2 separate regions of the Mus musculus genome follow, and region 1 is linked to region 2. A link is a contact called in public HiChIP or PLAC-seq data. All regions are on one chromosome and are shown on one strand. The core of a region is the stretch at or near the end of the contact, and the rest is flanking DNA. Distances in the headings are between cores, read along the strand shown.

The links. HiChIP or PLAC-seq counts read pairs in DNA pulled down with a chosen protein or histone mark.
Region 1: an H3K4me3 HiChIP or PLAC-seq map of forebrain shows a contact between it and region 2, with 2.7 times the contacts expected there. The contact joins the enhancer-like site here to the promoter of Atp1b3 in region 2. A contact is called at or near these places in 9 of 39 promoter capture datasets (the C10 cell line, the HPC-7 cell line, the SN4741 cell line and 5 more), 21 of 484 Hi-C or Micro-C datasets (the 63-12 cell line, the C10 cell line, the HPC-7 cell line and 13 more), 17 of 115 datasets of contacts at active chromatin or transcription factors (the HPC-7 cell line, the SCID.adh cell line, T-cell acute lymphoblastic leukemia and 11 more) and 3 of 9 other capture datasets (adipose tissue, liver and pancreatic islet).

What each region holds. Positions count from the first base shown.
Region 1 is chr9:96,450,000-96,453,162 of GRCm38.p6, reverse strand. No RefSeq gene overlaps it. Among named protein-coding and RNA genes, the nearest start is that of Gm51656, 12 kb to the left of the region's middle. Within about 2 kb of position 1,717, at least 33 of the 459 cell types and tissues checked have an H3K27ac peak or open chromatin away from gene starts, as enhancers often do. A contact at or near this core is called in embryonic heart, forebrain, heart atrium and 1 more, where this site is marked.
Region 2 is chr9:96,362,439-96,365,747 of GRCm38.p6, reverse strand. Atp1b3 (ATPase, Na+/K+ transporting, beta 3 polypeptide) reads left to right here and starts at 1,317. Exons shown (of 7, transcript NM_007502.5): 1 at 1,317-1,702. The coding sequence starts at 1,594.

The sequences.
Region 1 (3,163 bases), core at 468-2,967, 87 kb before region 2:
GAGCCCACCCCAGTGTGGCTGACAGTCCACAGAAGTTGGGAACCTGGAAGCTCACTGCACAGCCTGCAGGCAGCTCAAGGGGCTGGAGAGAGTCCCTTTCAGTAGCTCAGTTGCTCTGAGCCTCTTCTAAGCAACTTGGTTAATCTTTGTTTCCTCCTGATTTCGGTTGGCTTGTCTTCGCTTCTTCCAGGCTCTCAGTCTGAGCTTCTTCTTAGCAGCTCATCTTATCTGAGAATCTTCTTTGCAAACTGGTCTTATGTGAGAGTGATTCACGGAGTCTTCATTGCCCGTGTACTTCTGTGGAGGGAGGGATCAAGTGAATCTGCTTAGATTCAGGGACTTCCTGAAACTAGTTTGAGTCATTTATGAGCTTGCTGCCTCGTAAATGCTGTATGGGAATATTTTATCTCTTCTTCTCACGTCTGCATAAATAAACACCCTGTCCTAAAATACCCCATTGTTTTACTTCCCTTTTACGTCCTGTTTCTTAAGTTTCCCTCCAAGATGGAAGGCTTTAGTCAGAGGAAACTACTACACTATCAAGGGACAGTGCTAAATGAAATGGCGCAGGTTTTAAAGGATCCACAGAAGCCCACAGCGCAATCCACCGTCAGTGGGTGCTTTTCCGTGGATGTCTGAGTGGTGGTGAAGCTAGTTTTTCTCTAAGTTCTGACCTATGAACTTGACCTATCTTCCTAAGAATCATGGGAAAGGGGATTTCCTCAGTGGATTACATTCTCAAACTCATTTTTCACTACTCAGAGACACGGATCTGGGATAATGCATTAATAGCCAAAGAGAGCTGGAGAGTGGTCAAAAGCACGCTTGCTGCTGCTTACCCAGAGGACCCAAGTTCAGTTCCCAGGATCTGGTAACTCCAGCTCCAGGGGATCCAATGCCCTCGCTGGATGCTGTGACATCTGTGCACGCGTGCACACACACACACACACACACACACACACACACACATAAACAAAGACACACACAGACAGACACACAGACATACACACACACACACACACACACACACACAGACATACATACAGAGACACACATACAGAGGCATAAACATTCATACACAAAGACACACAGAGACACACACACACACACTTTTTAAAACACGATTTTATTATTTATTTATTTTTGTTTTTCAAGACAGGGTCTCTCTGTGTAGCACTAGCTGTTCTAGAGCTCACTCTGTAGACCAAGCTGGTCTTAAACTCAGAGAAATCTCTCTGCTTCTGCCTCCACAGTGTTGGGATTAAAGGTATGTGCCACCACTGGCTGGCTAAAACCCTATTTTAAAAAAGAAAGAAAACAGCTGGGCGGTGGTGGCACATGCCTTTAATCCCAGTACTTGGGAGGCAGAGGCAGGCAGATTTCTGAGTTTGAGGCCAGCCTGGTCTATAGTGTGAGTTCCAGGATAGCTAGGGCTACACAGAGAAACCCTGTCTCGAAAAAGAAAAAAAAAGAAAAAGAAAAGGAAAAGAAAGAAAGAGGCCAGCAAATCTCCATGCCTCCGGTGAGTATCAGAGCTGGCGGCAGGGTGCTGAGCAATCATCTCTGTGACACAGGTGATTGTCTGAAGCTCAGCAGGCTAAGCCAAAGGGTTGCGACAAGTTCATTCCAGAATTTTCCGAGCCATATCTGCTCTGGGAAATAGTCAGGGGCTGACAGGCAGTCACAATGTTTTGACAGTGTGAGAGAGGTTGTTTGTTTGGGGGGAGGGACCTCTCTTTCTTTTCCCCTCAGCTGTTCCTTCACACTGAATGGCTTTGTTTTTAGCTGCTTTAGCCTCGATATGTAAAGGCTTAGATACTCTTGCCCTCAGGACACGGTTGTTATTTTTGGAGCAGAGGTGCTTAGCCTGATCTAAAACAATTTCTGCCCTTTGTGAGTTCTCCAGCCCTGTGTGCTTAGGCCTGAGAGTCTTCTCTGTCCCCCAGCCTTGCTTCTGGAGGCCGGGATATGGACCAGCCCCCCCTGGAACGTCACTGCTCTGGTGTCCCACAGACTCCTTGGCACCCACAGTCCATTTGTTAGATTGTGTGCTTGGAACAGCCAGACCCCGTGCTGTAGGGTGGCCTGCTTCCTGTCTTTGGAGTCATGGAAAATTCCTGCGTCATTCAGAGCCCACACTCCAAGTTCTCTCCCTCGTTGATTTGGCCTTTTCAGCTCACATCTAATCACTAATCACATCTAATCACTAATCACATCTAATCACTAATGTTTAGGGTCAGGATGACCCTCTCTGTTTCATTTTAATGGAAGGTGTGTCAGGTCACCCAGTCCTCAGGCCCAACCCAGCTTTAGCTAGAGGGTGTCTGCAGGCTACTAGGATGTAACCTGTAGGGTAGAGCTGCCGTGCTGCCTGGCTAGCCAATAGTAGTCAAGTTCTAATGGAAAAATCCTTGTCTGCCTTGATGGGTCCCAGTCGCAGACCAGCTGCCCCATGGTCAGTCCCTGCATGTTGGTTAAACTCAGGCAGCATGTGGGCCACTTGGTACACAGCCATGGGGACATGAGAACCTAGACATAATGCTCTCTACTCCGCTGGCCTGCAGAGCCTAGAGTTCATTGCACAGGCTGTGGACAGGTACCCCCCACCCCCACCCCCCCCCCGCCGCCGCCAGGAAAAGGAACAGGACCTGTCAGGCAGTCACATGACCTGGTCAAGGTCCATGCCATGGTTCCAAGACATCTTGGCCAATCCCTTAGGGGAATGTCATCAAATGGGGTGGAACTTTTTTCTGGTTAATTGTCCCAGTGGTGGTGTGAGAAGGATGCCGCTCTAAGAAAATACACATCTTGAAAAGCAGGCTTGCTCTTTGTAAGGCAAGAGCATCATGGAGCTGCTCAAGGAAGTCAGGAAGTGAGAGAAAGGGGCGGGAAGAAGAGGGAGAAGAAGAGAGGAAGAGGATGAAGGGAGGAGCAGGAGGAAGAGGAGAAGGAGAGAGAAGGGAAGGAGGAGAAAGAGGAGAAGGAAGAGGGAAGAGAAGGAGAAAGAGAAGGAGGAAGGTGAAAAGGGAGGAGGAGAAGGAAGGGGGATAGGGGAGAAGACAGCAGCTGGGTACCAGCAGCATCCTTCATTGTCCTACTCCTCTGAGCTGGCCCAATTCCTAGTCCCACCACTTCCTAATTAAGCCTTTAAATCATAAGGCCG
Region 2 (3,309 bases), core at 68-2,567:
GGCAGCCAGGGCAACACAGAGAAACCCTGTCTTGGAAAACAAACAAATAACTGGAGGGCGGAGGATGTAGTTCAGTTGGTGACATGCTTGTCATGTGCATGGTCCTTGGTTCCCTCCTCTCCCAATAACCCTAACCCCAGAAAAACAACAGTTGAAAACAAACAAAAATCCCCTGTAAATCAGGCATGGTAGCACATGCCTGTGATCTCAGTACCCAGGAAGTCGAGGCAGGAGGACAAGAGTGTGGGATACACAATGTCAAGTCAGCTGAAGCTACACAGCAAGATTCTGTCACAAACAAAACCAAACTGGATTTTGGATAGTCATAAACGTATGGGTGGGCGTGGTTAATGAAATTATTGCAAACAAAATGGGATTGCATTTATTCATTCATTATTGCTATTTAACAGAGGTTATTTAACATCTCTTTTCCGGAAACAAAAACAAAAAATCAAAATAACCTCACCTTCTGTTCAAACTTCCATTTTGAGTCTTTTAAAATCCCATTTATGGTGTTTCAGAATTTCAGAATGCAGCCTGAATTCCTGGCTCCGCCTAGGCGTAGCGGCCACCAGTGGCAAAGAAAACACCAGCCGAGTGGTTCAGGCATCTATCCCTAACTCTAACAACCTTAACCTTGTACTCCATCAAGTATTGTAGTTAACAATTGGAGTGACCGAGCCAGAAAAGAAAAAAAAAAAAAAAAGCAAGGCTTTAGTGAGCGGAAATCTTGGGAAAATATTTATATTGATTTCATTGATATGCTCGACTGAATCTGGAGAAAAAGTATACTGTACTCCATTTGGTTAACGATAGCATATTTAGAATAAAACTGCCATGACCCTCAGGCAACCCAAAAGCAGCTAGTCCACACTAGACGCTACAAACGCTGCCCGAGGCCCTGCAGCAGGTGCCGTTTAAAGACGTCACAGAGCCCCAAGGAGAACGCGCCACGGCGTATTGCAGAAGGCTCCGGGGCCAAGTATGTGCTCCAGGCTTTGACCACTAAGTCTCAGGCTGGGCTTCCACTAAGCCCAGCCACGGCCTGGGCTTCCAGTGGAGAGCGCTGTAGCCTCCTACGCCCACCTTCCTCGGGCCACCACCCTGCCGGTCAGTGTGCCCGGCAGACTTCCGCCCGCAGCCCCGCCGCGCTGGCTTCCTCGCACCTGGGCGGGGGCTACAGGGGCAAGTAGCCCGGCTGGGGCGTGGCTTGGCTGGGGGCGTGGCTCTGGCGTCAAGGGCGGACCTTGGAGATGTGGGCGTGGCGTGTTGTCGGGGGCGGGGTCATCCGGGCGGCTCTGGGCCTTTGGGCCGCGCCCAGCCGGGCGGGAGGCAGCGGCCGCGGTGCGCGCCAGCGGCGCGGGGATTGGCTGCGGCGGGCGGAGACGTCAGGCTCCCGGGGCCCCTGCGGCCGCCCGGCGCGGCGCGGCGCAGTCGGCTCTAGTGGTCTCGTAACGAAGAGTTGTTCCCGGCCGTGCCGTCCTCCGCTGTTGTCGCTGGGCTGCGCCGCCGCCGTCGCCAGGACGCGCCGCCGAGCCCCTCGTCGCCTCCAGCCCCGCGGCCTCCGTTCACCTCGACTTCCACACGCCCATCATGACGAAGACTGAGAAGAAATCCTTCCACCAGAGCCTGGCCGAGTGGAAGCTGTTCATCTACAACCCGAGCAGCGGAGAGTTTCTGGGGCGCACCTCCAAGAGCTGGGGTGAGCGCGCGGCGGGGCGGGCGGCGCGGCGGACGGCCCCATTCATTGCGGGCGGCCCGGCGGTCCGGCTCCGAGGCTGGGCGGCCGCTTGGCCAGCCCGAGCGGGGCACACGTGCTGCCGGTTCCCGCCGCGAGCGGCGCCGGAAGCGGGACCGGCCGGCCGGGCCGGGCCTCCTTTGTAGGGCGCGCGCCCTGGAGGCGCGGGCCGCGCGGACTGGGGAAGCCGGACCTGCCCCTCGCCTGCCTGGGGAGAGGAAATTTCCACTGCCCGCTATCTTGTGACTCGGCGGCGCTGCCACCCAGACGGCCGGGACAGTGCGGGCGAGCTCCGGGCGTGTGTGGGTTGCAGGGACGTGTGACGGGGAGTTAATCACTGGGGCACATTGTCCGCGAAAAAGCACTTGAATTCCGACTGAGAAAGGCCGGCTCCGAGAGGGCTTCTTCCTCCTCCTCCTTCTCCTCCTCCTCGGAGATCACAGCGCTTTTCTGCCTTGCAGATTTTGCTTTGGGGAAAGACGGTCCTATTAAACACCCCCTCCTCCCGTACCTTCAAAACATCCGAGTGGTGGTTGAATGTTAACAGATTTTCTCTGTGCGAACTCATTGTTTTAAAACGAAATAGTGAATCCGAGTTGATCGGTCTTCTGGGTTTTGTGCTGCTTTTAAGGTGAGGGGTCAAAAAAAATGTTAGTGAAGGTGGACAAGTGTATTCCATTTATTGCCTTTCTATTTAGACAATTTTACCTTTTTGAAATCCTTTTTTAAGAGTATTTTGTTAATGGGTAAGGACAGATTTTTTTTTTTCCATTCTGAGTAAGAATGGATTTTTAGAGCTGAGAGCCGTTGGGGCATGGCATTTTTAAGAGAAGCATTGAAGACCATAAGTGAGATATGGCTCACAAAATGACTTGTTCACTGAAGTGAGCTCCTCTAGGGTGCAAGGCTCTTTGACACTCTATCACAAGCTGAAAGGAGCCATGGAAGGTTTGGGGGGTTTTGTTTTGTTTTCTTAAATTCCAACCTCTAGTTCAGAAATGAAACCCAGAGGTTGTGATTCTTTGTAAAATTACATATTCCATGGGGCCAAGAAAAGAGCCCAGTCTCCTTTAATCCCAGTCCAGTGGTTGTATTATTTTACGTATGCCTTGCCTGACTGCCCAGTAATCATGCACAATTTTTATTTAAATTGCTGTCTTTTCTTGAGAGCTCTGTATGTGCTCAAGAAATAAATCTTCCACCGCGGTTAAAGGGAGAAGGATGAAGATAATTGCTTGTTTCCAGAGAGCACTTTGAACTGAAGAGATTTTTGGGTGGTGGAGAGAGGTTCATTTTTGTAAGCTGCCTTTTGCCTTTCTCTCTTGCCTTCTCACTTCTAGAGTCCATTATCTTTACTTCGACGGTAGGGCTTCTCCTGCAGGATCTTCCTGTGGCCTCGACTGACCTCTGATTAACTAATTGTTGGTGGCCCTCTTGCCTCAGTCACTTACATGAGTGGACCATCATGGCAGCTCCAACAGTGCTGTTTTAACCTTTGTGTTAGGATATAGGTTTCCTTGGTAATATGCATTTAAGCAGAGAACCTGTACAAAGTGGGAGTAAGGATAAAG